Regions from separate parts of the Mus musculus genome. Here region 1 is linked to region 2. The links are chromatin contacts, called in public Micro-C maps. All regions are on one chromosome and are shown on one strand. The core of a region is the stretch at or near the end of the contact, and the rest is flanking DNA. Distances in the headings are between cores, read along the strand shown. Region 1 holds the start of Enah (ENAH actin regulator). Region 2 holds the start of H3f3a (H3.3 histone A).

The links. A called contact is a pair of places that touch in the nucleus more often than the background predicts.
Region 1: a contact with region 2 is called in a Micro-C map of embryonic stem cells, with 4 times the contacts expected there. The contact joins the promoter of Enah here to the promoter of H3f3a in region 2. A contact is called at or near these places in 1 of 484 Hi-C or Micro-C datasets (embryonic stem cells) and 1 of 9 other capture datasets (adipose tissue).

Annotation. Positions count from the first base shown.
Region 1 is chr1:182,014,436-182,022,013 of GRCm38.p6, forward strand. It overlaps Enah (ENAH actin regulator), which reads right to left and starts at 5,545. Exons shown (of 15, transcript NM_010135.3): 1 at 5,095-5,545. The coding sequence starts at 5,099.
Region 2 is chr1:180,809,261-180,816,719 of GRCm38.p6, forward strand. H3f3a (H3.3 histone A) reads right to left here and starts at 4,345. Exons shown (of 4, transcript NM_008210.5): 1 at 4,211-4,345; 2 at 2,539-2,689; 3 at 857-1,010. The coding sequence starts at 2,666.

The DNA of each region.
Region 1 (7,578 bases), core at 4,295-6,794, 1.2 Mb after region 2:
CATCCTACCAGAGCTGTACCCAGTACAGCTCTAGAATGTTACAGGCACTCCAAAGCTGTGGCTGTGACTGTCAGTACGGAAGGTTCTAAAGGATTCTAAGAGAATGCCAGTCAGAGGCACACACACAGTATGCCGAGTGGTTTGCTGGTAACTTGAATATGAAGATACAGAACCTTGGGCTAGTGGAGGACTTGAGAGTAGACTATTAGATCCTTTACAACTTAGGGTGGGGTAAAAAAAGGCAGTTTGGGACTACTAAGCTGTTACAAGGAAGCCTCTTTGCTCTTTGTGTTTTTCCATAAAGCAAAGTTCTGAAGCTTATGTTTAGAGGCATCTCCTGTGGTACCTCAACTCAGTTATCTTTATAGCCTTTACTTCTTCTCAATTCAATCAGTTTCAAAGAAGAGGTTGGGGGAGAAGAAACATAAGGGCCTAAGTATTTACCACCCCTTGACCCCATAAAACTAGCATCTCCTTTTCCAAATACCTCCTTACTCTCAAAATAAAAGCTGGGTATTCAGAAAGGTACAGTCACCCTGCTCTTAAAGTTGTCTGTAAGATAAAATATTAAAGCAACTAATGTAATTTCTTCTGTACAGCCCAAATAGTACCTGCCTAAGTGCTTTGCTTATTCCAAACCCCTGACTATTACATAAAGTTAAATAAGCTGTATCTACTTATCCATACATATTTTCAAGGTTTATTCACTTAAAAACTATAAAACTGATATTCAAAAACAAACAAAAAAACAACAACAAAAAAAGCAAACAAACAAAAAGAACCCTGAAGATGGCCGGGCAGTGGTGACGCACTCCTTTAATCCCAGCATTAAGGAGGCAGAGGCAGGTGGATCTCTGAGTTTGAAGCCAGCCTGGTCTACACAGTGAGTTTCCAAGACAGCCAGAGTTACATATTTAATAAAAACTGTCCTGAAAAAACAAACACAACAAACAAACAAAACCTGAATATGTAGTTACTTGTAAAATAAATATCTGTGAAAGAGTCACATACCCAACAGCTACAAGCATAAATGGCAAACCATGAAAGTGGAAACTACCATTTGCACCCTTTCCTGGATATGAATCTTGACACTACCACCCTGTGAAAGAATAGGATTACTTTTTACCAATATGCTCAATTAACAAGACAGAATTCTCTGTCCCTTCACTGTACCTGTATATGTATTTTAAATTCATCATTACTATAAATTAAGGTAGCAAAACCATAAAAAAAACTTCAAAGACTAAACATATACACAGAAAGAAAACGGAAAAGAAAACAGTTTCCTCACCTAACCTGTAAGGCTGGGCATAGAACAGTTTAATAAGTAGCCTTCCTGAAACCACTCTCTGGACCCATGTGTCAAGCAAACATTACTAATGAATACATGGCATTCTTCCTCAATCCAGCAGAAATGTATCATTGCCCTTATCTGCATGTTAGCCACAACCTACTGGACCACATCAGCAAAGGGCAACGTAGCTGACATCCTTAAATAAGGTCAACAGTGAAGCAAATTGCCCAAAAGTTTTGTACAACTAGTCTAAAAGAAGTTTGCGTCTTAAAACAAGGGAAGCACACAAAGCACCTTCTATGTTTGGTCCTCACAACCGGGTGAAGAGTCACCTAGGTATGTGCTGGGGCACAGACGAGCTCTGTTGGCAGAATGTTTATCCAGCAAGCCCTGGGTAGAATCCCCAATACAGCATAGAGCTGTGGATGCCATCTCAAGTCTGTAATCCTACCATTCTGGTGGTGAAGACAGGAGAATCAGAATTAAGGTCATTCTCAGTTATACAATAGAGTCACAGGCCAGCATAAAATACATGAGCTCTGTCTCAAAAAGCAAATAAATAAACTACATACAGCTTTATATATCTATACTGATATATATGTGTATGTGTGTGTATATATATATATATATATATATATATATATATATATATATACACACACACACACATATATCGTAAAGCTGTGTGCTGTGTCTGTGAAATTATATGCTTAGTCAAGGTCACTCAGTAAGTAGCTTTGGCCGAATCCTCATAACCACACTTTGCCTTTTTTATATGAGAAACTCTGAGTATCTAGCATTACAGTAGCCAAGGTCATACACTATGGCACAAAAATGCCAATCTAAAATGTTCTGAGCTCTTCCTAGAAACCAGACTATAGGGAACTATTTTAATAATAAGTTCTTCTTTCTCTTTAAAAAAAGAAAGACATAAAATTTTGAGTGATCAACTAGTTTTTAAAAGATACCATCCCAGCCGGGTGTGGCGGCGCACACCTTTAATCCCAGCACTTGGGAGGCAGAGGCAGGCGGATTTCTGAGTTCGAGGCCAGCCTGGTCTACAAAGTGAGTTCCAGGACAGGCAGGGCTATACAAAGAAACCCTGTTTCAAAAAACCAAAAAAATAAAAATTAAAAAAAAAAATACCATCCCATACATACTTCAATCATAAAGAATCTTCCATGCTTCTAATACATGACAAGAAAAACAGTACAGAACCAAACTCAACAGGCTACTACAGATACCAGTTTGGTATTTTTTGGCCTGTAGCTTTTCCCCCCTCAACTGGTTCACTGTCCTTTGTAAATCCTAGACCACTTGTTATTACTGCTCACCTCTAATCAAGATCTAATAACTCTATACACAGCACTTTACATGTAGATTGTGTCTTTAGACTTTCAGGAACGCACAGTTGCCTACTGTATAAGAGTACACTATGTGACAAAACACACTGTTCCTAAACTTAAAACATCTGAGAGATCTTACCACAAATACTCAATTCTGTAAGATACTTACTGCCTCAGAGTTCCGACCAACTTAATGGAAATGCCCTCTTCAATATCTCTGTTTCTGGGTTGGGGGATCTGGGGGGGGGGGGGTTGTCATTCCATGAAAAGGTTAACTTTTAGTTCCTACAGCATCTGAGGTTACCTCAGACCAAACCACCCTACCCTCACCCTCTTAGGAACTGCTCAAGAGCGACTCTACAAAGCCCTTCAAAGTGAAAAACTAGCTGATCCTCTTTTCTGCTCTTAAATTATTCAAAATCAGCCTACAAAGAATTACTGTAGACTGCGCAAACTCCTCAGACCTGGGGGGAATGTTCTGTATTTACACCACTGGGAAAACGTCAGTGTGATTTCTCTATCTCTACAGCTAGTAAGAAATATGGCAAGAAAACAGCTTTCAAAGCATTAGTTATATTTCGCTAGAAGCTAGAACTTCTAAGTCCAGACATAACTTACTGAGACAGTGTATGATTTAAGTTTTACTAAATACTTCAAACTTGAATATATTTTGTTCACAAGCTTTCAAATAGCTTTGATCAAATGTTAAAATACCCTGCTTTATTTTGTCCTTTTAATGTTTTAAGAAAATTATTGCAAGTCTGAAAAAAAAAAACCAAAAAACTACTAACTACTAACTTGTTGGGCAAGACCTATATAGCATTATGTCACTAAAGTACAATCAACAGTATGTAATATTACCTGACAGAACAGTCATGTTTTTTAACAGTTCCTGAATTTTCAAGGCCACCAGTAGCTTAGCAAAAATGCACAAAAATATAACAGGTTTCTCAACTTGCATTTTACAAAGATTAATCTTGATTTCTATGCCATTAATTACTTTTTAAACATTTGAAATAAGTTGTATGAAATCACCCAGGAAAAGGGGTCACTTGGCAAAAATCTAACACTAACATAAAGATCTGTCACCCAGAATCAGAAAAATTCATAGTAAGCTTAAGTAAACACAGCACAAAAATATACTTAAAATTGTAACGGGTCTGTGTTCAACCCTGATTTTTTTTTTTTTTTTTGAGGAGGGGGATATAAAAGCTAAAGTTTCAAACAGAAATAAGGGGGGAAATTCCAATGACAAGATTTTCAGGCCAAAGAGAAGGAATTTGAAGATATTATTCAAATCTCATTTCATTACATTATAAAGGTCTTGGCAACCGTCGGCCATTAATCTTTAACACAAAGGAGATTCAAATCCAAATGAACTGAAAGACTATCTCGGGAGGGAGGAAGAAACGGAGGAATTTACTTCATCCACAATTGTTTAACCTAAAAGGGAGGCCTTTAAGGATGAGTACGCAAAATGCATCAGCCTTCAGTCTACGAGGTCCTATTTCTCACTAAGTCTTGCACCAATCCAAAAGCGGGAGGTTATGGACACAAAACAACCTTAGGAAAGGCTTGGGGTGGGTGGTCGCCAATGAGTGACACACCACATCATGGTTTATTCTCCTACACAACTGGAGAGACAAAAATTAAAAAACATCACACCATATGTTTCACCGTATCAATCAAAAAGCATTTCACCACGGTACATCCAAGACTTTCCTTTGGGGCTGAAAAATAAATAAATAATTGTATTGATTACAGAGGAAGGGAAACGCGGCCGCTTCTGCTGCAATGCAACACAGGCTGCTACGAACCGGAGAGAAGGGCTTTCCAAACAAAACCCTCCCCCGCCCGGGCTTACAAACCTCAACCAACTTATCCCAGCCTCACACTGTCCCCCGCCAGAGGAAACCTAGTAAATGCTCTCCCTTCCCCCACCATCGAGAAATGTTCACCTTTCCCCGCTCCTCCGCTTTACCCCTACCAGAGGCACTTTATTCCCCGCAGAGATTTCAAACCTTCCAAACTTTCCTCCCCACCCCCCTTTTAATTAAACACTAGAGCTTTGTACTAAAAGTGCAGAGAATTTTTACAGATGTACGGAAAATACCTGTTTCTCGGCAACGAGCACGCTACGACTACCGAGCCCCTCCCCATCTCCTGGGTTTCGTTAACCCAGGCTGGGGGAGGGAGGGAGGGAGCTGGCATATTGAATTGAGGAAGGGAAATCCTGGGTAAAAGAAGAGCATCGGAGGGGGACACCGGGAGGAGCCCCCTCCCCCAAATCAGAGCGGCTGGGCAGGGCAGCTGGACCGGAGAAACCCGAAGGGACAAAAGGGAGCGAGAAAGAGCCGGGAGAGCCGAGCCGGCGCCGCGGGCCGGGGCAGGCGGGTCCGCGCAGAGCGGTCGCGGCGCCGCGGCACAATGGCTGGCGGCCCGCGCGCCCCTCACCTCATGGTGCCGGCGGCGCCGAGGCTTCCCCGGCGCGGGAGCCGCCGAGCGGAGGGTCTCTTCTCAGGCGGGGAGGCGGACGCCGCGGGGACGCGCGAGCAGAGGCGGCTCCGGCTCCGGCGGCCGGGCTACACCATCTCCGCGCGCAGAGGCGAGGCGCCGGCCCGCCGAGCGCGAGCGACCACGGGCTGGGGACGGGGCACGGGGCCGAGGCGCCGAGCGGGTCCCCGGCGGCCGCCGCCTCCTCCGCCTGCGTCGCCGCCTCCTCCCCGCCGAGCCTCGTCCGCCGCTTCAGACGGGAGCCGCCGGGGCCGCGCGCCCGTCCGTCCGTCCGTCCGTCCGCCCGCCCGCCGCTCCAGAGGCCGCTCCGAGCGCGCCGCCGTCACCGCCGCCGCCGAGGCCGTGAGGAACCGGCAGCTGCTGCAGCCGCGGGAGGAGAGCCGGGCTCGCCGCGGGGCGCCGGGGGCGGGGCGGCGGAGGAGCACGCAGGCGCCGCCCTCCTCCCGCCGCCCCCGCCGCTCCCGCTTCGCCCGCTCCCCTCCCCCTCCCTCCCGGGGCGAGGGGCGTTGCGCACGAGGGGGCTGCGGGGCGGCGGCCGAGGCGAGGCGGCGGTGCGGCCACGGCCCTTTGTTGCCGCCCACCCGGCTCCGCGCCCCCCGCGGTCGGAGGGGGGCTCGGCGCCCGCTCTGCCCTTGACCGCGCTCTCCTGCCGCGGCCTTCCCGCAGCCCGGAGGCTGAGGTGAGGAGCGAACCGCGGTGGGGGGGTTGGGGGGGGCGTGACGAGCCGGGCGCGATCGCGGAGAGGACCAGGGCGCGCGGGCCGGCATCCCCCTCTGCGCGTCCCCGCCGCGATGTGATTCCCTCCCACCCACCCCCACCCGTGGGATGTAGGCGGGATGTAGGAGAGTTCCGAACACGCAAAACGTGGCCATCGTCGTCCCCCGGATTCCCGAGGACCCCCGAGCGTGCTGGACCTGGGGATCCGGCCGACGCGCGCACAGTACTGGGATGACTGCACAAACACACGCGCGCATAAACGCGCACACACACACACACACAGCTAACGCATCGGTGTCGGGAAACGCGGTGGCCCGAGGCACGCGGAACCCTGTGCAGCCGCGAGAGACGCAGCCCGTGGAACCCTTTCTGTCGTCACCAGCTGAAAGGGAATCCCGGCCGGGGGCGGGGAGGGATGGAAACTGAGGATAATTTTAAATGCTCTGTCTTTCACCTAGTCTGGAGCTCACCTCCTTGAGAAGGTAGATAGAAAATACTAACGCAGCGAATGGTTTAGTCAGATGGTGCAGGAGGCCTCTGAGAAGCCCGAATTTGGGGCGGGGGGTGTAGAATGAAAAACAGCAAATCCAATGATCTAATAAAATTTTTTAAAAACTGAGAGCCCGCTTTCGTGCGCAGTATACAGATGCCTAGACTAGGTTAGAAAGGGTTTTTGCAGCTACCCGATTTCTATTACATCCAAAATGGAGGACCTAGCAATACTGCAGGAATCCATTCAAAAGTTTGATGTTCCATATAAAATGAGCTGCGGTTCTAAAGATACTTATGAAAGCTGGCATTCTGGGCACTTTCAAATGACAAGCTAACGTATCCTATCCATCCTTGGTCAATGCCTGAATTGTCTGGAGAACAGTTTAACCTGTTTTAACTATGAAAAGCCTCCTGGTTTCAGAGCTCAACAAAGGCGGTTTGCTTTTTGGAAGGAAGCCCTGCAAGAAGCAGTGACCTAGAGCTGTGGCACAGGACCAGGGTGGCCTCGGGTAGTAAAAAGCACGGTGCCTCTGCTCTAAACATGGTGTACTTGAAGAACACTAATTTCCACCCACATAGCTAATTACAGCTTGCCATCACAGAGCATTTTATTCAAGGATCTCCAAGGACTGAAGAGAAAACAGCCCTGTCAGCCAAATGTCCTTGTTGCCCATATTACGAGAAGAGACAGAAATATACATCTCAAACAACCTCGTGTGTTATTAGTACAATAGCCGTGATTAGAAAAACATCTCAGCTCTGAGGTGCACTGCCTTTGTATAAAGGGCATCTGTATAAAATGCTTGCACCTCAAGTATTCAACAAGTTAACTAATGTCTAGAAAGAGGAAAAAAAGCACTAATGCCTATTGAATCTTCTTGGGGAAAGAATTAAGACACATTCAGCCAGAAGTCACCCCAGCTCTCCTTAGTTCATTCATACCAATATAGTAAGTACAACAGAGCTTAGGTTTCAGATAAAAGCCTTACCACCACCAGAAGAGGTGGAGATACTGCTGTAATGACTCAAACTATCTCTTGTCAGAGACAAGAAACACCAATAAAAATTCCTTGCGAATGACATCATAACCTGCTTCTCATTTTTGCTAGCTAATCCCATCCTGATCTAACGAAATCACCATCATCTTTATGCTAACAGCTGATGTCCCCATGGTATGAGTACCAAATTAAGTGATCCAAGAGGAAAATGCTATTC
Region 2 (7,459 bases), core at 3,095-5,594:
CAAGTCTTTTTGTGTTAATCTCAACTTTAATACTGTTGTAAGTTATTAGTGCTTCCACATACAATCACTCCAGATCACTGTTCCCAGCACCAGAACTGAGACTAAATTCAGCCTGTGTAATGTGATCTCTATGGTTGCCGCCAGCAAGCTCCATGTGCTCAGCCCCCTTCTTCTTCCCAGCAGTCAGTCCCAGGACCACCACCACTTCTGCGCATCCTTGAACACTGCCCACTCTAAGTATTAAACTGCACCCTCACTTGCTCTATATCTTTAGGACCAGGGCATTTCTCCATCAGCTGTTTGAAATGACCAAGAATGGACCTCTATCTAGCTCTCTATCCTAAAGTCTTGTAACATCCATAAACCAAGCCAGCTTTAGGCATTGCTTTCAACAAGGTTAAAAATTCTAAATGGTAATAACTGCATTAGGCTTTTGAACCAATTAGGATTTAGGTGTTTTTTTTTTTTTTTTTTTTTTTTTTTTTGGTTTTTCAAGACAGGATTTCTCTGTATAGCCCTAGCTGTCCTGGATCTTACTTTGGAGACCAGGCTGGCCTCGAACTCAGAAATCCGCCTGCCTCTGCCTCCCAAGTGCTGGGATTAAAGGCACGCGCCACCACCGCCCGGCAGGATTTAGGTTTTTATGTATGACCTTGAACCTCTCAAGGTTTGAGATTAAAGGTGTTCACCACCACTGCCCAGCCACCTTGAACCATTTAACTTTGAAATTTCATCAGGAGTAAATCAATTACCTTACAGGCTTTTAATGACAGCTACACGAAAACATGACGTGTAACTGCTCTTGGTACACAACAGGAACAAACAAAACTAGGGTCTTCCCCACCTACCCATTTACCTGCAAAGCACCAATAGCTGCACTCTGGAAGCGCAGATCTGTTTTGAAGTCCTGAGCAATTTCTCGCACCAGACGCTGAAAGGGGAGCTTGCGGATCAGAAGTTCAGTGGACTTCTGATAGCGTCTGATTTCACGGAGGGCCACAGTACCAGGCCTAAAAAGTTAACATTTAAGAAATTGTTACTAAGCCTATATGATATAAAGTGATCAGCTTTAAATAAATGCAGTAATTTTTAAAAAAGACCCACTCAACTATTCTTCAACACCAAATTTCACAGATCAGTTTTATGACCTGAATATTCAACCCTGTTAAGAAAAAGATCACCTTTAAAATAAAAAAAGCACGATAAGGCAGTTTATCAAAGCCATATATTCATTTTCACTTTCATGCACACACAGCCCATCAATCTGTGCTAAGACCTGAGACTTTGAGCTGGTTGTGGTATTCACACTTGTACCAGAGCTCAGGGTGCAAAGGCATGAGGTGTGACATAAGCCTCAGGTACATACTAAGTCCCAGGCAAGCCTGGGTTACATGAGCCCTGCCTTCTAAACATACAAAACGTGGGAACACATTAGCTCTTAGGCTGTTGGTAGAGGCTGCCTAGTCTCTTCTGAGGTCAGCATCACTTTCCTTTGGCCCATCTAAGACTTACATAATTCAACAATTCACTTCAGTGGGTCTTATCTCCCAGCATTCTAGCATCAGTCATAACTACATTTGAAAACTTGTTTGTGGTTTTTTTTCTTAATAAAAAAAATTTCTGCTCCCCACCCCCCAGGCAGGGTTTCTATGGATAGCCCTGGGTGGCCTCAAATTCAGAGACCTGCCTGCCTGCTGCATTTAAATGCCCCACCACTGCCCAGCCAAAAAAATGTTTTAAGTTACTGCCTATAGAATTATTTTCTAATTCTGACTTATTTCTTCTACTCTTGAGCTTTTCACTGTAAAATCTGTCTATGTAAATTTGGGCAACTTGTGCCCTCTAATGGCTGATGTCTTTAACAACACTGGTTATATCTAAATGAGGTAGGGAAAAACCCACCAAGTAAATATGACCATTGGGAACTTTACTGGTCTCCCTATCATAAGTCGTTACTTTACCACAAATGAGGAGCTGCCTAAAAGTGTATGACTTCACTAGTTAAAAAAAAGAAAAGAAGAGCCGGGCGTGGTGGCGCACGCCTTTAATCCCAGCACTCGGGAGGCAGGGGCAGGCGAATTTCTGAGTTCTAGGCCAGCCTAGTGAGTTCCAGGACAGCCTGGGCTACGCAGAGAAACCCTGTCTCGAAAAACCAAAAAAAAAAAAAAAGAAAAAGAAAAAGAAAAGAAAAGAAAAAAAAGAAAAAGGGCCATATAAAAAAATATTAACGTGTCCTATTACTAGTTGACTATACTAGAGGGCTGGAGAGATTGCTCAGCAGTTAAGAGCACTAGTTGACTATACTATGACTTTTTAGGCTTTTAGATCAGATTACAGCTTCAAAATGTAATGTTATCTATCAAACTGAATACTAAGATACATGTGTTCACAAACATATGCATACATATTCAAGTAGTAATAATCATTCAAAAGAGAGAAACATCTTTTCCCCATAGCAAAAAGTATGACTATCTTCCTGTTAAATTACACGGACATACTGCTTAGACACTATCCCACTGCTCGACGTTTTAGAAATACCTGTAACGATGAGGTTTCTTCACCCCTCCAGTAGAGGGCGCACTCTTGCGAGCGGCTTTTGTAGCCAGTTGTTTCCTGGGTGCTTTACCACCGGTGGATTTGCGGGCAGTCTGCTTTGTACGAGCCATGGTAAGGACACCTCCTTACTTACCTATCAGTGTTTAAAAAACAAAAAATATCGGATTCAACTAAAACATAACAGTATTCCTGCCAGAACCCCCCCCCCCCAAATCTGGAAATTAATCAGTATGGGGGAGGGGGGGGGACTGTTATATAATTAGTTTGGAAGGGCGCGGATTACATCTATCGCCCAAACATGATTTAAAACAAACTAGAAAATTGTCAGCATTTATACTTTATAAAGCTATTTCCGAGCGATAAAACAGCCAAAACCAGAGAGACGCCCCCCACCATGGCTTTCGATCCAATTCATTTAATTAAAGTAGAAATTAGAAACGTCTGCAAACATTCGATCACAAACAAGTCAAATGAACGAAGCCACAAACACAGAAAGGTCGAGTCAAATTACAGCCAAAAAAAAAAAAAAGAAAAAGAAAAAAAAGAAAGAAAAAGGTTTCAGCGCCCCCCCCCCGCTCGGTTTGCTGCCCCCCTCTCGCGCCTGGCAGTTGGGTTGCTGTAAATATCTAAAAACATTCTTGAGGTTTGTTTCTTTATAGTTATGTTGACAAAAAGGCGTCTCGAAATGCAAGAACAACAGCCATCGCCAGTGAGCATTCCACAAAGCCCGTCCCCCTCCCGGGCTTCGCTATGGAAGCCGACTGCCCCGCACCCAGGCTTAATTAGCGCTCGACACCGGCCGCCCGGCCCACCCAGCACCACATAAACTTTTGGTTCTGCCTCCCCTGGGTCCCTAGGTTCGGGGTACCGGACCTGCCCGTCTCGGTCCCCGCACCCCGCGCTGGCAACGAGCGACTCGGCTCCCGAAGACTAGCACAAAATGGAAACAATTGGAAACGTATCCGATTCCCTTCCAGAGAGACAAACAGCAAATCGTTCGAAAATACCCCATCCCCTGCCACGTGCCGCTCTCCAAAAATGCAAAAGTTCTTTTTTTTTGTTTTCTGCATTTCATAAGCATCGTTTCTTTTTCTCCAAAAAAGGCAAAAAAATGTTCTTAAAATTTTTTCCTTCCATTTTAAAATGGGGAAGAGAGAAACGGGGGGAAAAAAAATATGGTCGGTGACCAGAGAAGAGAGACAAGATGGTGAAGCTCAGGCACAACTGTGGAGAGGCAGCAAAAAGCGAGTTAGCCCGGGGTGGAAAGCGGCGGCGATTTTACCCCCTTTGCGCCCGAAAAACTGGGGCCTGGGACCCGGAGGCGGCAGTTAAGAGGCTCGCGCGGGACATGGTGAAGGTCTGGGGTCCCGGGAAGGGGCAGCGGGAGGGATTTCACCGAAGAAAGAGGAGCCCGCGGCGCCGGAGGGAGACAGGCTCGACGCCGCGGCGGTGCCACTGCTGGGCTGAGACGGAGAGACCGGGGAGCCGCCGCCGCCACCGCCCGCGGAAGGCAAACTCGCTCCCCATCTCCATTTCTGCGCCAAAAAGTTTGCGGGTCGAGCCCGGGGGGACTGTGGGTGCCTCCGTGGGCCCCTACGAGGCCGACGGCGAGCGGAGCCCGGCTCCGGGAAGGCGGGCAAACGGAGAAACTTACCCCCCTTCTCCTTCGGCTGGAGCTCGGCAAGCGAGAGGCGGCGCTGGCGTTGGAGAGCGGCAGCGGCGCGGCGAAGGCTGCGAACACAATTGAAAGATGGCTGACACCGAGGCTTTCCCCTACACACGCCGCCCCGCCCCGCGCCGCGCTCCAGCCAATCACACACAATGGAGGGAAGGCTCGGCCCCGCCCAGGGCCCCCGCGCGCCCCGCCCCTCCCCTCCCCCCGCGCGCTCGTTCGCTGGCGCGCGCTCGCTCCTCCCCCGCGCGCCGCCCGCCCATTCCTCCCGCCGCCTCTCGCGGTGTGTACAAACACAAAAGACACGCCGAGGGGCCCGCCGAGGGGCCGTCTGCCCTAGTCCGTCCCCGGCCCACACTCCCTCCCCGTCGGACGCAGGCGTTAAGTGAGCCCCCGAAGCCCAGCTTTGGGGTGCACAGCGGGGGGTGTGGGGGCGGGGAGGGCGGCGCGGGCTGCGGACCAGCGCCCGGCCTGCGGGGGGAGGGGCATCGCCCCCGCGCGCGCCCCCGAGGTTCCCGGCCCGTGTGGGGGCGGGGAGAAGGCCGGGACCGTACGGTCGCCGCGCCCCAGTTGAAAACGCGCCCAAGCGGGAAGCTAGCTGGCAAAGTGGAAGCCCCAGTCCCGCGCCCACTTTCGGACCGCGCGGCGCGCCAGGGGCGGGGGACCCGCGGGCCTCTTCCCGCCTTCGCTCCCCGCCGAGCGCGGGCCGGTCCGGAGGCTCGGGCCAAGTCGCCTGAGGACAAGTCGGTCGCAGACTCTAGCCCCGGGAGAGGAGGGGCAGCCTGCGGGGCAGTGCGGAGACTGTCAGCGCGTCGCAGGTGGTGGCACCGGGGCCGAGGGACAGGGCTCGCCCTCTTCCTAGGCCGCGGTTCTTGGTGCAAGATGGCTGTTATTTTGTAAGCCTCTGAGACAATGTGCAACACAGCTGTAGCAGTCTAAGGCAGAGTAGGCCTTTCCACCCCTTCGCTGTTTGGAGGAGCGCTGCAGAAATCTCGTGACATAAGAGTCTAATGTCAGACACAGGAGGCTGAAACGGCAGGTAGAAGGAAAAGCTGTTTCCCGCTTTCCTTCTGCCCAGTAGCTTGGGCAACAGACTGCATAGCTCAAGTTCTCATTAAGTGACCCACAAACATCTGAACCGTCCCCAGGTGGTATTGACCAGGCTACACAACTCTGGGTGAAGGCTTTCGGTAGAAGAGTCACAAAGGTCCCGTAGGGTACTGATGAAGGACAGTAGCATACATGTAATCTGAAGACCTCTCAAAGCAGTCTTATCATGAACATTATCCTGAAACAGATATGTGGAAATCAGATATGAGAGAAGAAATGGATTTGGCCAAGGTCACTGAACTGAGGAACAGACCCTAGAGGGAAAAAAAACAACAACCCAGGCCTCCTGTTTCATTATTATTTAATGAGTGTTAAGTGTTGATGAACACATGCAATCTGCGATACTACCCTAAATGCACATATGCAAAAAACCCTCCACAGAGCTGCCAGTGAAAAATTCCTATAATTTGAGCCAAGAAGCATTTTTTCCCCTCTTGCTTGTTTGTGTTTTGTTTTCAGGAAACTAAAATATTTGTTGCTGGATTTATCCAAGAAGGCTGTTACATATCAATTGAATCAGTCATATCTTCAAGAAATGTTAGCTTGTCATAGATAGTACTATCTATGTATGCTAGGTTTCCTCATACATTCTTCCTGGCTTTAAGCAGATGTTTCTAAGGGATGGAAGGACCTTGTCTGGTGAACTACTTCGTGTGGATTGTGGGTTCTGTGAACCGACTGAAGTTGCCCATCTCTGACATGGAAATAGTAGTTACTTGTGTGATGGTAGTCCGCAAGCTCTTTCTGGAAATATGACTGGTTATCCTCTTAGTAATCAGGAAGTTTCCAGATTTGCCATATATATATATATGCCATATATATATATATATGGCATGCCAATTCTGCTCCGAACAATTTTTGGAAGACTGGGAGTGCTTCAGTGAACAGCACCGGTACCGGTCCAGCCCTGATTGAGTCCTTCTCTAGAAGCATCGCCTTGCACAGGGAAGCTGCACTTGGCCAGGGGACAGGATGCTTTGGAGCCCCGAGGATGGCAAACGACTGTAGCTAATAGAAACAGGCTTTATTTCCAATTCATGGCGCCGCTAGGAGAGCTGCTCCTGGGGGGGAGAAAAAGCCTTTTTCTTTTCAAGGATTCTTAAGGGGCACCAGAGGTTAGTCTTTTGTTGTCTTAGAGTCTCCCCGTGTAGCTCTTGGTTTAGCCTGGAACTGACATGTAGACATGTAGACCAGCGGGCTGGCCCCCACCTCCCAGGGATCTGCCTGCTTTCTAAGTGCTGGGATTAAAGGCACATGCCAACAGCCCCAGAGGACAGACTCCACTCCTGGAGCTCAGCCACCCCTCAACATTTGGAGTTTATCGTAATGGAAAGAGGGGAGCAAGAGCTTAAAATCAGGTTAAAATCTTTGCCTAGAATAAGATAATTATGGCCGCTAATTAGGATTTGCTTATAAGTGAAAGGATAGGATAAATTGGCAAAGCTAGATGTGATGGTGCATGCCTATAATCCTAGCAGTTCAGAATCAGACCCGGGAGGACCTTTGGGAGTAGGAGGTTAGCCTGCTCTCCGGACGGTGTCCCAAACCTGTTAAGTCTACATGGGAAGACCATATCAAAAAGTCAAAAACAATGCCAGCCACTTCATTCTTCTTGCTCACTAAGCACAAAAAACTGCTGCCTGTTGGAGATGTTTCTGAGCACTTACCACCCTTTTCTTTGAGGTGTTGATTTAAATCTGTTGTTTGTTTATGGTCTGTTTCCTGCCAGTAAGAATATAAACTCTAGGAATACTGTTGCCTGTTTCTTCTACTGAAGCATTGTCCCGCTGCATACATACTAACACATTGGGTTGGAGTCCTTTTTCTTTCATTTCTTTCTTTGTTTTTGAGACAAGGTTTCTCTGTGTAGCCCTGGTTGTCCTGGAACTCACTCTGTAGACCAGGCTGGCCTCAAACTCAGAAATCTGCCTGCCTCTGCCTCCGAGTGCTGGGATTAAAGTCGTGTGACACCACACCCAGCAGAGTCCTTTTTCTATTAGCTGTAATCATTGGGAAATCTCACCCACTCCATGGAAGTTGTCATACACTAAAATATATGAAATAGCACAATTAACTCCCATGTACCCATTATATTGACCCAGACCAATTTTGTGTTCCTTC